Regions from separate parts of the Hordeum vulgare genome. Here region 2 is linked to region 1. The links are chromatin contacts, called in public Hi-C maps. All regions are on one chromosome and are shown on one strand. Each heading gives the region's core, a stretch centred on a gene start, on an enhancer-like site or on the middle of the called end of the contact. The rest is flanking DNA. Distances are from core to core; before and after follow the strand shown. Region 1 holds the start of LOC123445030. Region 2 holds the start of LOC123445034 (GDP-L-galactose phosphorylase 1-like).

Region 1 (6,253 bases), core at 2,125-4,624:
AATGTGAGTGCCGTCACTAACTCACTATCTTCGCTACCCTTGTCCTCTGTTACTCTGACGAGTTCTGATTGTGTGACGGTTTTAATGTCCATTGTGTTATGCATTGTTTCGATTTACCTTCACTCTCAGTTGACTCAGGGTTGTCTATCTTCTTCCTTGCTGCAGATTTAATAGGTTTGACTTCCCACCAATATTTCACCGGAAGGAGGATACTAACGAAGAGCAGCTGTGGGTAAGACTTCTCAATTAATTTAACATTTGCCCTCTTGATTCTGTTTTCTGCTACTTTGTTAAATCTAGTAATCCCCTCAACAATTTTCACATTTTTTTTGTTCTTACTTCATCAGTGTTATGTGCTTGTGTGTGCTTCTTACCTTTATATGCACTGACAGCGCGAAGGTGGAAGGCCGCCCATTCCTAGGAAAAAGCCTTTGACAGACATGGAAACAGAACCTTTGGTGTCAGACCACCCCTTTGTTGAAACGGTAGTCACATATCTGCCGCTAACGTGCTTATGTCTCTTGCTCCCTCCTAGTGTTTACATTTGGTTCCCATTCGACAGGCTTAGCAGGAATGTTTTTTATTTGCTTGCAGCTTTGGGAATGGCATAATGCAGAGCAGATGATTCTAGACCACGAGGATGAAAATCCAGATAAATTCAAGGATGTGACGTACGAGTCAACAGTTGATACATCCTCATTCGACGAAGAAAATAGGATTCAGTACACTGAAGGACGTATCAAAGAAACAGTGCTTAAAAAGAAAGTTGTGGTACGCATTTATGTGCCATGATTACTTTGATCATCATTGGGTGTTTATTTCACAGTACAGCGATCCCTTGATGATACCCCCATTGTGGTTCTGAATTTTTTCTGTTATTAGAATGTAAACATCAAAGAACTCGATATGAAGGCTGCTCGCATTGAGCGTGAGGTACCGCTTCTTCCATCATTAGCTGGATTTTGTTTAGTCACTCTCTGCCATTCCTTTGCTGATGCTGAAGTTTAACTGATGCAGGAGATTAAAAGGCTTAAAGCGGAGGCACAAGAAAGAGGAGAGGAGTACAAAATTGAAAAGATGCGACGGAACATAGAAATGGACGAGTACGATCTGCTGCAGTGGCGTCGATCTTACGAAGAAAGGGAGGCTCTGCTCAGAGACATATGCTGGTAAACTGCAACTGAGCAACAAGTTTCATCACATCCAACACACACGCTCTCATTATTAACACCTATATAAACCGGCAGCCGGAAAGCCCTGGGCCTCCCCATCGAGGAGCCCGGGCGGTATGACGTGGACGAGACGGTGGTGTACGGGAAGGACTACTACGACCCGTCGAAGCCGATGTACCGGTACGACTACTGGGGCGAGCCGCGCAACACGGAGAAGGTGAAGCTGGAGCGGGACGTGGAGCGGCACAACCAGCAGATCATCGGGGACGCCAAGAAGTGGTGCGAGACGTCGTACGAGGACTACGTCCGGAAGAAGACGCTGAGGGAGGCCGCCGAGGCCCGGGAGCGGCGGAGGAGGGCGTCGGAGCCTCAGGAGGAGGAGGAGTACGACGACGACATGGACCTCGACTTTGAGAAGATGACCGACCCCCGCGCCCCGCACAACCGGTTCTATATCACGAAATGAAAGATGGCACACGTAGCCTAGAGGTTTTAGATGTAGTAGATGCTGTTCTGTTGTGTGCAGGAGATGTGAATATTTGGTAGCCTTGTGGTTGTGGTAAAGCGTGATCTTGACGGTTTCTGTGTGCCTGCCTTATGATGGTTTTCTGGTGAAATGCAAATGGGAATCTAGGAGAAGACAGTTCCAGGTCAAAGCAGGCCAAGTTGAATGGATCCGACTTTGACCCTGGTTTATAAGAAATGGTTGGTTGGTTTGGTTCTGTAGATTACTATACTCATGAGTAAAGAAACAGCGATTTTTTTTTGTCCTTTGTGTGTGTGTGTGGGGTGCGGTTGGTGTTTTATTTTTTTGAGGATCGGGTGCGGTTGGTGTTTTATTTTTTTGAGGATCGGGTGCGGTTGGTGTTGTCTTTGTTGACCAGGCAACATTCTGAACCCCTTCTCTGATCAACACGATTTGGTCCATTGTTTTCTTTTACGGCCGCACTGAGCCTCTTGTTCGTACGTTTACAGGTCGTTATTGTTATTTACTCGTTTATATACATGTTAGTACGAGTATATAAGAGAGTTAAAAATGTAAAATGAGCGGTTTCTGCGTGCAGTTTGGTGCAAGTTCTGGGCGTTCCGTGACTGCATACAAATGCCTGTGCGTGCAAGAATGGGCGCTCGTACCGCGTCCCTGATCCAAGCCATTTTACCAGAAGCATTATTTCTCCAGCATGCGAGGCGGGCTTTCACTTTTTCACCTAGCCCGTGACCCAACAAACCTCACCACCAAATAATTATATAGTTGTCCTAAAAAAATCATCGTACTACTCCCTCCGTTCCTAAATATAAGTCTTTTAAGCGATATATTTAGGAACGGAGGGAGTAGTTGTTTTACGTGTGGAGAAGGTATATGCCGTACGTATTTCAACATCGGGGGGTGCACAATCCGAATGAAGATACACAGGGGCACGCATTTTGGGCCGGCTATCATTCTCCATTCACAGCAGCCGCTCGGGTAGTTTGCATGAGGGCCGGGCGACGCTGCCGATCTCATGATTGGGGCGGGCCAGGCCATCATCACCTTGGCACCGTCGCCGTCGGCCGAGGTCACCGTTCCGTTGAGTCATTTTGCAAGCCACGCAAAAGCGTGCGTGCGTGCCTGCCTTTTTCCAAACAAAAGGCCGGAGGCTAATTAATCCCGGGTCCGCCGCCACCGGACAAAACCTCGACCCGATTCTTAATTAGCTGCAACCATCGCCCCGCCCCCGGCATATTCGCCTCCGCTCCACCCCTGATCCCACAATCCGCATCGACATCGGCATCGGCTGCAGCATCAGCCTCCCTACTATACTCCCTGACGATCCCCCAATCATCCTCATCAGCATCAGCACGCCAGTTCAAAAAAAATACTAATCTTTTTTTGAATGTTGAGTTCGAAAAAATACTAACCTTTTTTTGAATGACGAGTTCAAAAAAAAGTAGTACTACTCAAAACCAGCAACGAGAGTACAAGACGGAGATAAAAAAAATTGGGTGGGGGGAGAGCGAGAAACTTGAGCAGTTTCTTTTTTTCTTCGTGGAGAGAGAGAGAGGGAAACCCCCGCAAAAATAAAGAGAGAGGGCGCGCCGAAAAGGCAAGGCATATAGTAGGGCGAATGGGGCCCCCATTGGCGCAGAGGATTTTTGGAATAGTAGTACTAAGAGGGAAGGAGAGCTATAAATTTAGTGCTTACGAGTATATAGGGAAATCGCTATAAGTAAACTCTCTATACCGGGAATAGGCTAGCCGGCCGTCCGTCGCCACCGGGAGGAGGAGGAGGAAGAAAGGAAACAAGCCATGGGGGACGGTGGTGGTGGTGGCGCCGCCGCCTCCTCGTCGCCGCCGGACGCCTCCTCGGGGTTCTCCTACCTCGCCGTCTTCCACAACTACCCCCTCGTCGCCGCGCTGCTCGGCTTCGCCATCGCCCAGTCCATCAAGTTCTTCCTCACCAGGTAATAAATCCATCAACCAACCGTTCGCTCCTCCTCCTCCTACTCCTCCTTTGGCCTCCTCCCCCCAGCAGGCGGCAGCAGCAGCGCCGCCTTCCTCTCGCCCCGTCGTGTTCGGCCGTGGAATTCCGGGCCCGGCGGGCCGGTCAAACCTGGTCTTCACTCGCTTCTTTCGCTTAGCACGGGGAATTCTCCTCCTGGTTGAGATCTGGCGTCGACAGCTGACCCCCTCCGATTTCCTCCGGAATTATTATTATTTGCTTCCATCTGGAGTATATACGTAGAATGTAAAATGAGCTGGGAGCATAAGCAAATTCGCCGTCATCTCTCTCTGCTTCAAATCAAGCACAAGATTTGGTGCTCCGGGGTGGAATTTGGATTTCTTGAGCCTCAATGCATCGCTGGGCTCCAATTCATCACACATCTAAACGGAGCAGCCTCAACCGCATGCTTCGTTTCTTTCACAAGCCCTTGATCATCCAAAAAAAAGAGATATTCATACGAGGCAAAAACAAACGAGAAAATTCTATGGATTTGGGCGTTAGCATGGTCTGTCATAGCGATGGATTTTTGGATTAAATTCCCCTTTACGCCGTGTTGCATCACGCTTGTTAATGCTGCACAGAGCTTTCTTAGACCAGTGCTGCTGCAATAGGTTTTGATGTGCGCTGGTTCTTATTAATGGAAGGTATAAGGAGAAGAGATGGGATCCCAAGCAGCTTATTGGCTCCGGTGGCATGCCGTCATCGCATTCCGCAACCGTTACAGCATTGTCAGTAGCGATTGGCTTCCAAGATGGCTTTGGCAGTTCCCTCTTTGCCACAGCGACGATATTCGCAAGTGTGGTAGGTTATCCATCTCATCCCCTCCCCTCCCCTCCCCTCCCCTGTTTTTCGTTCATAAAAGAAGAAAAAGATGTTGCTTCTTGGATTACCATGAGTTGGACATTAAAATGTTGAGTGCAAGCCTGTCTCTTTAATTCATGACGATCAAGTCTTTGAGTTTCGATTCTGTCACTTGATTGGCAGGTGATGTACGATGCTTCTGGTGTCAGATTGCATGCTGGAAAGCAAGCGGCGGTATGCAACAGCTGTTCTGTTTTTCATGATTGTGCTGTGATGTTGTTATTTTTGTGACTATATATGCTGAACCTGTTCTCGTTTTCTCCATTCTTTAGGTGCTAAACCAAATAGTTTGTGAACTACCCGCTGAACATCCCTTGGCTGAAACAAGACCATTGCGTGAACTTTTAGGACATACTCCCACCCAGGTCTGCTCAAATGTCATTTTCACTCTCCATTTCAGTAATAGTTTGGCAGTTCAAAAGTGATGCCATATTTGTCGCCGGTTGCCAACTGAGCTTATTGTCCATTTGCCCTTCCATGATCTTAAAAGGAAACTTACTGTCCACTGGAATTTGCTCCCAGGTTGTCGCTGGTGCGTTGCTTGGGTGTATGATAGCTACTGCAGGACAAATTATCATTGCAGTGACAAGTGTTGTATGATGCTGCTGTGTTTGAAGGCGCAGGAGAATTGCTTAGTGTTTGCAGAGACTTGAGAAGAAGCAGCTTCTCTGGTGTTTCCGTGACTTAGGTGTCTGTTCGATGTGTAATGCCGTGCCGTAGTGCTGTTGAAGGTTGAATCAAGTTTTGATAGCACATAATTGTATTATGCTCAGGTGATGTTCTCAGGCTTGATGTACAGGATATTTATTCGATGATTGTCCTGGTGAAAGCTAGAAAGTGGCTGCGTCACTAGCTATCAATGTCTCACTACATTTTTTATTTACAATCTGTTTAGATTAGGGCAATTCGGGTTTAAATTCACAGGGTTTAGTGTAACAAAAAAAGAAAACTCCAAGAATCAGGGCAGATTTGGGTTTGAATTCAAGTTCTTGGGATTAGTTTGGATTCCAATTATTGGGTTTGGTGTAACAAAAGAAATCTCGACAAAAACACTTGGTCCAAACACTCCTTGTTGATTTGTTCTGGACAGCCAACATATCTAAAGTATGATGCAACAAAGATGATTTTATTCACATTGATGTAACATCTCTGGGAAGTTCATTTCAAATGTATGATAATGCTATCAACATGTGTGAGAAGATACCGACAAACAGACCTGAAGATCATGTACATGCAAATAATGTGCTATGTTTAATGTCACATCTAGTGGCTGAGGAACCCAGTCAGCTACAGAATGGATATCTGGGCATTCTTACACCTGGGGCCTACTCAAAATTTGAGAAAAGACTCTCCTAACTTCTGAACAAGCATCTCTCACCATGTCAGTTTCTGTTCTCCATGCTATGTGCTCATCCGGCCTAACCAAAATAACACTTCTATTACTTACCTGACAAATCTCCCACCATGATGAGTTCACAGTTGCCCTTGGTATTTCCTCGACATCGACATAGTTTGTCCAGGGTGCCAACTCGGATATGCTCCCTTTCACTTCTTCACCCCCTGAACCTTGTGGCCACATCACACAAACTTTGGCTGATAACTCGAATTCATCTGTTATCCTCAGCATATCCTGGGCAAGCTTATATGACTCTTTCAACGGTGCGATGATGATAACAAACTCAGGTTTGTCCCCACTTAGTAGGTCCAGTGTTGAGAACACGCCCTGCAAGGAGTCAT
Region 2 (6,253 bases), core at 1,342-3,841, 150 kb after region 1:
TGTTCAGGGCTTTGACTGAAAACATCTACACTGCTACGGTAATTCAGCCCCCAGCTTTCTAAAAAAAAGAGTAATTCAGCTCCGAAACGCTCAATGACAATGTACAAGTTATCATTTACGGATATATGGAACAAACGGGTGACTCATCAGAGGCCCTCAGGCCTTGCCGATTTCAGAGTTGATAGCATGTCTGAAACAACTTAGCACACCCAACATTACTGATCAGCACCTAAAAACTGGTCTCATCTCTACTATTCAGGACTTGCACTGGCCAGGGACTCCAAGACGCACCTCTTCAGCTCCTGGAACTCTGGTCCAGACAGGGACGCTTCAACCAAAAAACTGCATAATGTTGCCTCGGATGCTTCGTCGTAGTCATTCCTCCTCTTCAGAACCAGATGGCCGCTGAGCTCCCAGACTGCTGGATTGATTCTCATGTCGAGAAATTCCTGGCTCGCCTTTCCAGAAGTCTGCTTCTCGGCATAGCACTGGTCGATCGAACATTTCGGAGGGAGATAAAAATATTAAGCCGACAGTCCAGTTCTAGATCACAAATAAAACTGAGGTTGCATTTGCAGTACTGTACCTGTAGTAGAAGGAATACTCTCTTGGCAGATTCAGAGATAAGAACATTGAAAGGTCTGTTATTCTCTTGCAAGAAGATACAGGCATTTGAGACAACCTGTGACAGATCCTCCAGGCTCGCTCCTCCTTCAAATACAAAGCCGCTTACTGGGTACTGCACCAGCTGAGAAATGCTGACACCGTTCCCTACGACTGTTAGTTCCTCTGTTGGTGCCTTTTCGACTGGATATTGCACTTTCAGATAGTATGCCTGACAAGCAATATCTGTGAGAGGGCGAGCATAAAGCAGAGATAATCAATGAAGTTTGAGTATGACTAACTTGGAAGTGGAGGTGATTGATTGTTGCAAAGGCACCCAGACTGTTATAGCCAACTCTGAAGAAGGGATTTCTTGCCTCCTTTGCGACATACATGGCCAGTAAGAAGCTCTCTTGATCAACCCTTTGCGGTAAGCATTCCTGGACTCGAGGGACCAAAAGCACATGACAGTACCCAATTGGGCTCACCTGTGAGACATAATACAGAAACGGTAAATCAGTTTTCAAGCTGTCTGAGGTAGAAGTAATATCAGAGATGGAGACACACTGACGTTGATTAAAATGCTGCTAGGAGAAGCTGAAACAGTGGGAGGAGCTCCGTCAAAATACTGGGCAGAATCATTCTCAGTTTCTTGGAACCTGAAGATCACCTCCTGTGGTTTAACTTTAGTGAAATTGAACTTCTCACTATGAAATGGCTGGAGGACTTGGTTCATTCCAAATTCAGTTGGCCGCTTCTTCTGGTCACGCCCTTCTATCAATGTTGCAACAAAATTGTGTTCTCCAGGTAGCACCTGTCAACGTGACAGTAGGAAATTCAGCTAGGGGAAAAACCCAGAGAATTCTCAGTATAGTTAATCAGAGAAGAATGTGAAACCTTGGTCTCGCAGGTAGTGATGTCGTGGTGAAACAATCCCCTCGCCTTGCGGTCATCCCACTGCAACAAACCATTCATCATTTCACAATACATTCAGTTTCCTTTCTGTTACAGTTATCAACAACATACAGAAGTGCAAACAGTACTAACCTCTTTAAAAAGCTTGTGGAGAAATGGGGACAAATTTGTTTCGAGCTCCTCCATACGAAAGCAGTTGGTTGAATCAAAACCGTTGCTGCACATGCCTGCTTCTGTTCCAACTGACAGCAGCGTCAGACCACACAAAAAACATCAGGCACCTATTCGTAGGAGATGATGCTAATAAATCCCAGTGCTAAGTGTTTCCACTTCCATCACGTCCAGTAGAACCAATTATAATTCAAGTAAATTGAACAACTTGATCTGAAACGATATTGCACTACTAGTTAGCAGTGGAGCAAGAACGTATGCAGTCCTAGTGCATAATTTCCAACATCAAGTGGTACAGGTCTAGTCCAAGACCACAGTCCAGATCAGCCCATTCGCATCTGCAGTGCACATTTGAGTTCAGCTGAAACGGGAGCTTCAGAGGCAACCCAGATATCAAATCGAATACGCAGAACATTCCCAAGTTTCAGCCTCAAGTGTATCCATTCCAGAGCATGGCGAATGGGGCGATCCACCGTCAGCGACAAGTCGCCAAGGCAACACCAACAGTATACATATAGTTGTCTCGTCTGAAGCACAAAAGGAGACATGAAGAACTTCAGACAGAGAAAGCGAGCTCGGAATACCTCGCAGACGCCGGTGGTGCGGGAAGCCGTTCCGGCGAATTCGCGACGCCGCGGGAGCAGCCGGCGTTGGCGCGAGCGAGAAAGGAAGGGGGGAGATGACGGGCATGTACAGAGACCTCCTGCTGTTGCTGGGAACGGACGCGGGCGCCGCAGCAATGGCGGCCCAAGAACTGGATCTCACTCAAAGCGAGCGAGCCTCTCCGAAGCTGATGGTTTGCGGCACAGCCCGTGGGAAACGACGGGAAATTCACGCGAATCCCACGTGGAGGAGGAGGGGAGCCGGATCTCGCTCGAGGGAGACGAATGTACTGGCCGGGTCGGGTCGGGCCGGGCCGGGCCGTATGGGTCAGTTTAGTTAGATCATTTCCCGCCTCTTGTTGGGCCTCCAATCCAGAGAACGCGGCCGTGCTGTTTGACTGTGCGTGGGCCTGCGGTTACACGGGAAGGGAAAGGAAATGGAGGTCGTACTACACTTCCGTGTGGACGTGGTCCACACAGGTCTCGGGCAGTTCGTCGACGCAGACAAGTGGGTCCCACCCACGCGTGGTCGTCGCGGGTCCCCATGGTGGTGTGCGGGCCAGTGCCCAGTAGTGGGGGTGGGGCGCTCGCTCGCGCTTCCCGTCGCCCGAGAACGGGGAGCAAAACAAAAGGAGGAGGAGGCGGCCGAAAACAACACTGAGCAGAGAAGAAAAAACCGAGCGCGTAAAACCCTAAACCCTAGCCCCCCTCCCTCCCCAAATCCTCCCCTCGCGGCTGCAGGGGACGGAGAACCACCGAGCGCGCCGACGGCAGCCATGGCGACCCTCCTGAGGCGCGCGTCGCTGCGGCGGGCCATCGCCTCCGCCGCCGCCTCCTGCCCCGAGGTCAAAACTCTCCCTGCCCCTGCCCTCTCCGCTGTGCGCTGTTTTCATTTTCGGGTGGGTTGGGGGTTGGGGGCGCGTAGCCACAGCGGACGAGCTCGATGCTTCCGCTGCAGTGATCGGAAGCCAGAGCCCTACTCTGGTCTCGGGGTTTGATCGGTTGCGTTCCTTTTTGGTGGGGGCCGATTTCTCCTGTTTTAATCTCGATTCCGCACCGTGCGAGCCTGTAAGCCCGCGTCAGTTTAGCGTATTTCACCAGATGGCGCAGTTTTAATCACCATCTTTTACCGATTTGTTTTAAGGTATGGTATTATCCCCTGTTTTGCGCTTACCGTTTGAAAAGGCAATTTGCCATAATATGTTCTCTGCTTTATTTAGGTTTACCAGTGATGCAATGCTGAAAATACATTTAACTGCTTTCGGAAGGCTAGATTAGTCCCACGCATTTTTCATCCTTGCAAGTCGTAGCAGTCTAGTTGGCCTGAAGAGTTTGTTTGCAGCGCCTTTATGGTATGCTGTTATCCACCAGGGATTAAATAAATTCAATGAAAGAAATGTATCACACATGATAAGGTTAAAAAGGAATTACTCAAGGAAACGTGATAGTGCACTAGAGTTCACCAAGTGTCTCTCCCTAATGGGCTATAAAAGGATGCTGATTTATGTGGGACACTTTCATGAGAATCAATGGTCTATGAACACTGGGACACTGATATGTTGTTGCTAATGCTTTACCATTTCTACAGAGCTATAGGCAGGTGATCTGTGGTTCTTCCTTTCATTGCCGAGATTTCGCATCTAAAGGTTGTACACATCGTTTCTTCTTATGTTCTTGCACATATTCTATCATATATTCTGAGCATTGCAATGTGTGGATCCATTTATAACCGCTTAATTTTGTTGTCCGAACTGATATTTGGACCTACGTATAATTTTAGGAAATTCAGTTGCATGATTACTTGTTTCTCTTCCATTATGCTTCATTGCTACCACCTAATGAATCATTTCCTAGTACTTCTTACTGTTGCCTGCACTGCATGATTTGCTCCAACTATGTTCCATTCGTACTACATACTGAATCATTTACTGATTCGCCTCTTGTTGTATGCTTAGCCAAAAAGAAGTCAAAGTCAAGTGGAACCGACTCCGGTGAGGAGAACATGTCAAAGAAAGACTTGGCTTTACATCAGGCCATTGATCAAATAACAACTTCGTTTGGAAAAGGAGCAATAATGTGGCTTGGCCGCTCTGAAGGTCATAGAGAAGTACCTGTTGTGTCTACCGGATCTTTCTCTTTGGATCTGGCACTGGGAATTGGTGGGCTTCCAAAGGTACACATTCCCATAAAGTTACAGATGTTCTTCAGAGCGGAAGGTCTTTGATGCTGATTAAGTTGCAATTTGTAATCTGCTTGGTACCACAAAATTGTTCATTTACATTTGACTTTAGTCAGTAGTCCTGTTTATAGTGTTATCTTTTAGCAACCGTTTATGGTTTTCTTGTAATGATGTATTTTGTTTCGTAAAATTGGCATGACATTATTCTTTGCAGGGACGTGTTATAGAGGTGTACGGTCCAGAGGCTTCAGGAAAGACAACTCTTGCTCTTCACGTTATTGCAGAAGCACAAAAGCTTAGCGGTGGTGGTAAGCCCAAAACTTTGGAATCTGACTTCCTTTTCATGTTCTGTTTTCCTTTGCTTGTGATTGGCTAATTACTAGTACTAGAGAAAAGTGGGACCCTTCTGTGTTCCCCTTCAGTCTATGGAAGTAAGTGTGGATTTTGTAGCATGTCCGAATAGGACTGACCAGATGGTGATTCAGCAATATTATTTACTCATCTGCTGTTGATGTAGCATGCATCAATAAAGGTTCTGCTAACCTGCAACTGATTATAACGTGAACCTTAAAATGTATTGTTAATTCTGTTTTGTACATTTCTTGCTTCTCAAACCTGCCTATTAAACCAAAAACTATTTGAACAATTGGCTAAAAGTTGTCACAATAGGTTTCTTTTGATGTCAATTCCCAAATTATTTGTGCTGTACATTTGTAATCCAGTGTATTTTATTTGGCACTCTCTGTTTGCATCTGATATGATGCATGCTCTTGTATGCTTAGAGCATGGAGTGTGGCGAAAAACTAATTTTATGCATAAGAGTATGTAATATGAAGATAAGTCAACGATGAGTCCATGAATCGGAGCTCTTCCATAACCCTGATTTACTTTGTTTCAGTATGAGCTATATTTTTTTACTTGGTACAATCAAACTTGTTGAAGGAATTGAAACATAGTTTAAGTACAATCAAACGATGAGTCCTGTGGTTTTAGAAATTCAACTTAACTATTTTTATTTTTGTTGTTTGCCTTGTCGCTAGGTTATTGTGCATTTGTAGATGCAGAGCATGCTTTGGATCCAACTCTGGCAGAGTCAATTGGTGTCGACACCAGTAACTTACTTCTCTCTCAGCCAGACTCTGCTGAGCAGGCACTCAGTCTTGTAGACACGCTGATTCGAAGTGGCTCTGTTGATGTTGTTGTTGTTGACAGTGTAAGATCTTGAGCGCTGTCCCTCCCATCTGATTTTCTATTTCATAGCAGAATTAGTTTCTACTTAATCATGGCTGCAATACTGCTCAAATTAGAGCATTGGCAAGTTAATACTTTAAACATGCCACTCAATCTTAATAACCAAAATTCTTCCTTCATTTCAGAGTTATTTACCCTACTCATCTTATTCTATTGTGCAGGTAGCAGCTCTTGTCCCCAAGACAGAGCTTGATGGAGAGATGGGTGATGCACATGTCGCTCTCCAAGCCAGACTGATGAGTCAAGCTCTTCGCAAGCTGAGCCATTCTCTTTCACTGTCCCAGACAGTTTTGTTATTTATTAATCAGGTATTAATCATATGGCCATTTCTTTGAGTTTTTTACTTCTAAGTTGGCATAGGATTCCTTCTGTGGCTCAACGGTGAGTGGATGACTAAGTCAATAAGTCTTGATAGCCATTTTCACTTTACTTGAGGGTATAATTACCTTGAAACTTCCAGAACAACATTCCGCTAAAGCTAGGAAATGTTTTTCTTTGAAGATTAAGAAACATTAAAGTACATATACTTCAT

The links. Hi-C and Micro-C count contacts between places; a contact is called where the count stands out from the background.
Region 2: a contact with region 1 is called in a Hi-C map of seedling, with 4 times the contacts expected there. The contact joins the promoter of LOC123445034 here to the promoter of LOC123445030 in region 1. A contact is called at or near these places in 4 of 6 Hi-C or Micro-C datasets (leaf and seedling) and 1 of 1 datasets of contacts at active chromatin or transcription factors (embryo).

What each region holds. Positions count from the first base shown.
Region 1 is chr3H:558,038,355-558,044,607 of MorexV3_pseudomolecules_assembly, forward strand. It overlaps LOC123445030, which reads left to right and starts at 3,375. Exons shown (of 5, transcript XM_045121945.1): 1 at 3,375-3,614; 2 at 4,300-4,456; 3 at 4,640-4,690; 4 at 4,789-4,881; 5 at 5,039-5,372. The coding sequence starts at 3,460. The coding sequence ends at 5,116. LOC123442022 (protein PLASTID TRANSCRIPTIONALLY ACTIVE 10) reads left to right here. Exons shown (of 13, transcript XM_045118150.1): 7 at 1-3; 8 at 166-232; 9 at 393-485; 10 at 595-771; 11 at 883-933; 12 at 1,018-1,169; 13 at 1,248-1,938. The coding sequence ends at 1,638. LOC123445029 (2,4-dichlorophenol 6-monooxygenase) reads right to left here. Exons shown (of 11, transcript XM_045121944.1): 11 at 5,718-6,239. The coding sequence ends at 5,829.
Region 2 is chr3H:558,185,472-558,191,724 of MorexV3_pseudomolecules_assembly, forward strand. LOC123445034 (GDP-L-galactose phosphorylase 1-like) reads right to left here and starts at 2,592. Exons shown (of 7, transcript XM_045121949.1): 1 at 2,274-2,592; 2 at 1,651-1,751; 3 at 1,501-1,560; 4 at 1,175-1,417; 5 at 906-1,091; 6 at 587-835; 7 at 91-488. The coding sequence starts at 2,379. The coding sequence ends at 252. LOC123445033 (DNA repair protein recA homolog 3, mitochondrial) reads left to right here and starts at 2,953. Exons shown (of 8, transcript XM_045121947.1): 1 at 2,953-3,136; 2 at 3,880-3,937; 3 at 4,247-4,464; 4 at 4,685-4,778; 5 at 5,511-5,683; 6 at 5,883-6,029. The coding sequence starts at 3,068.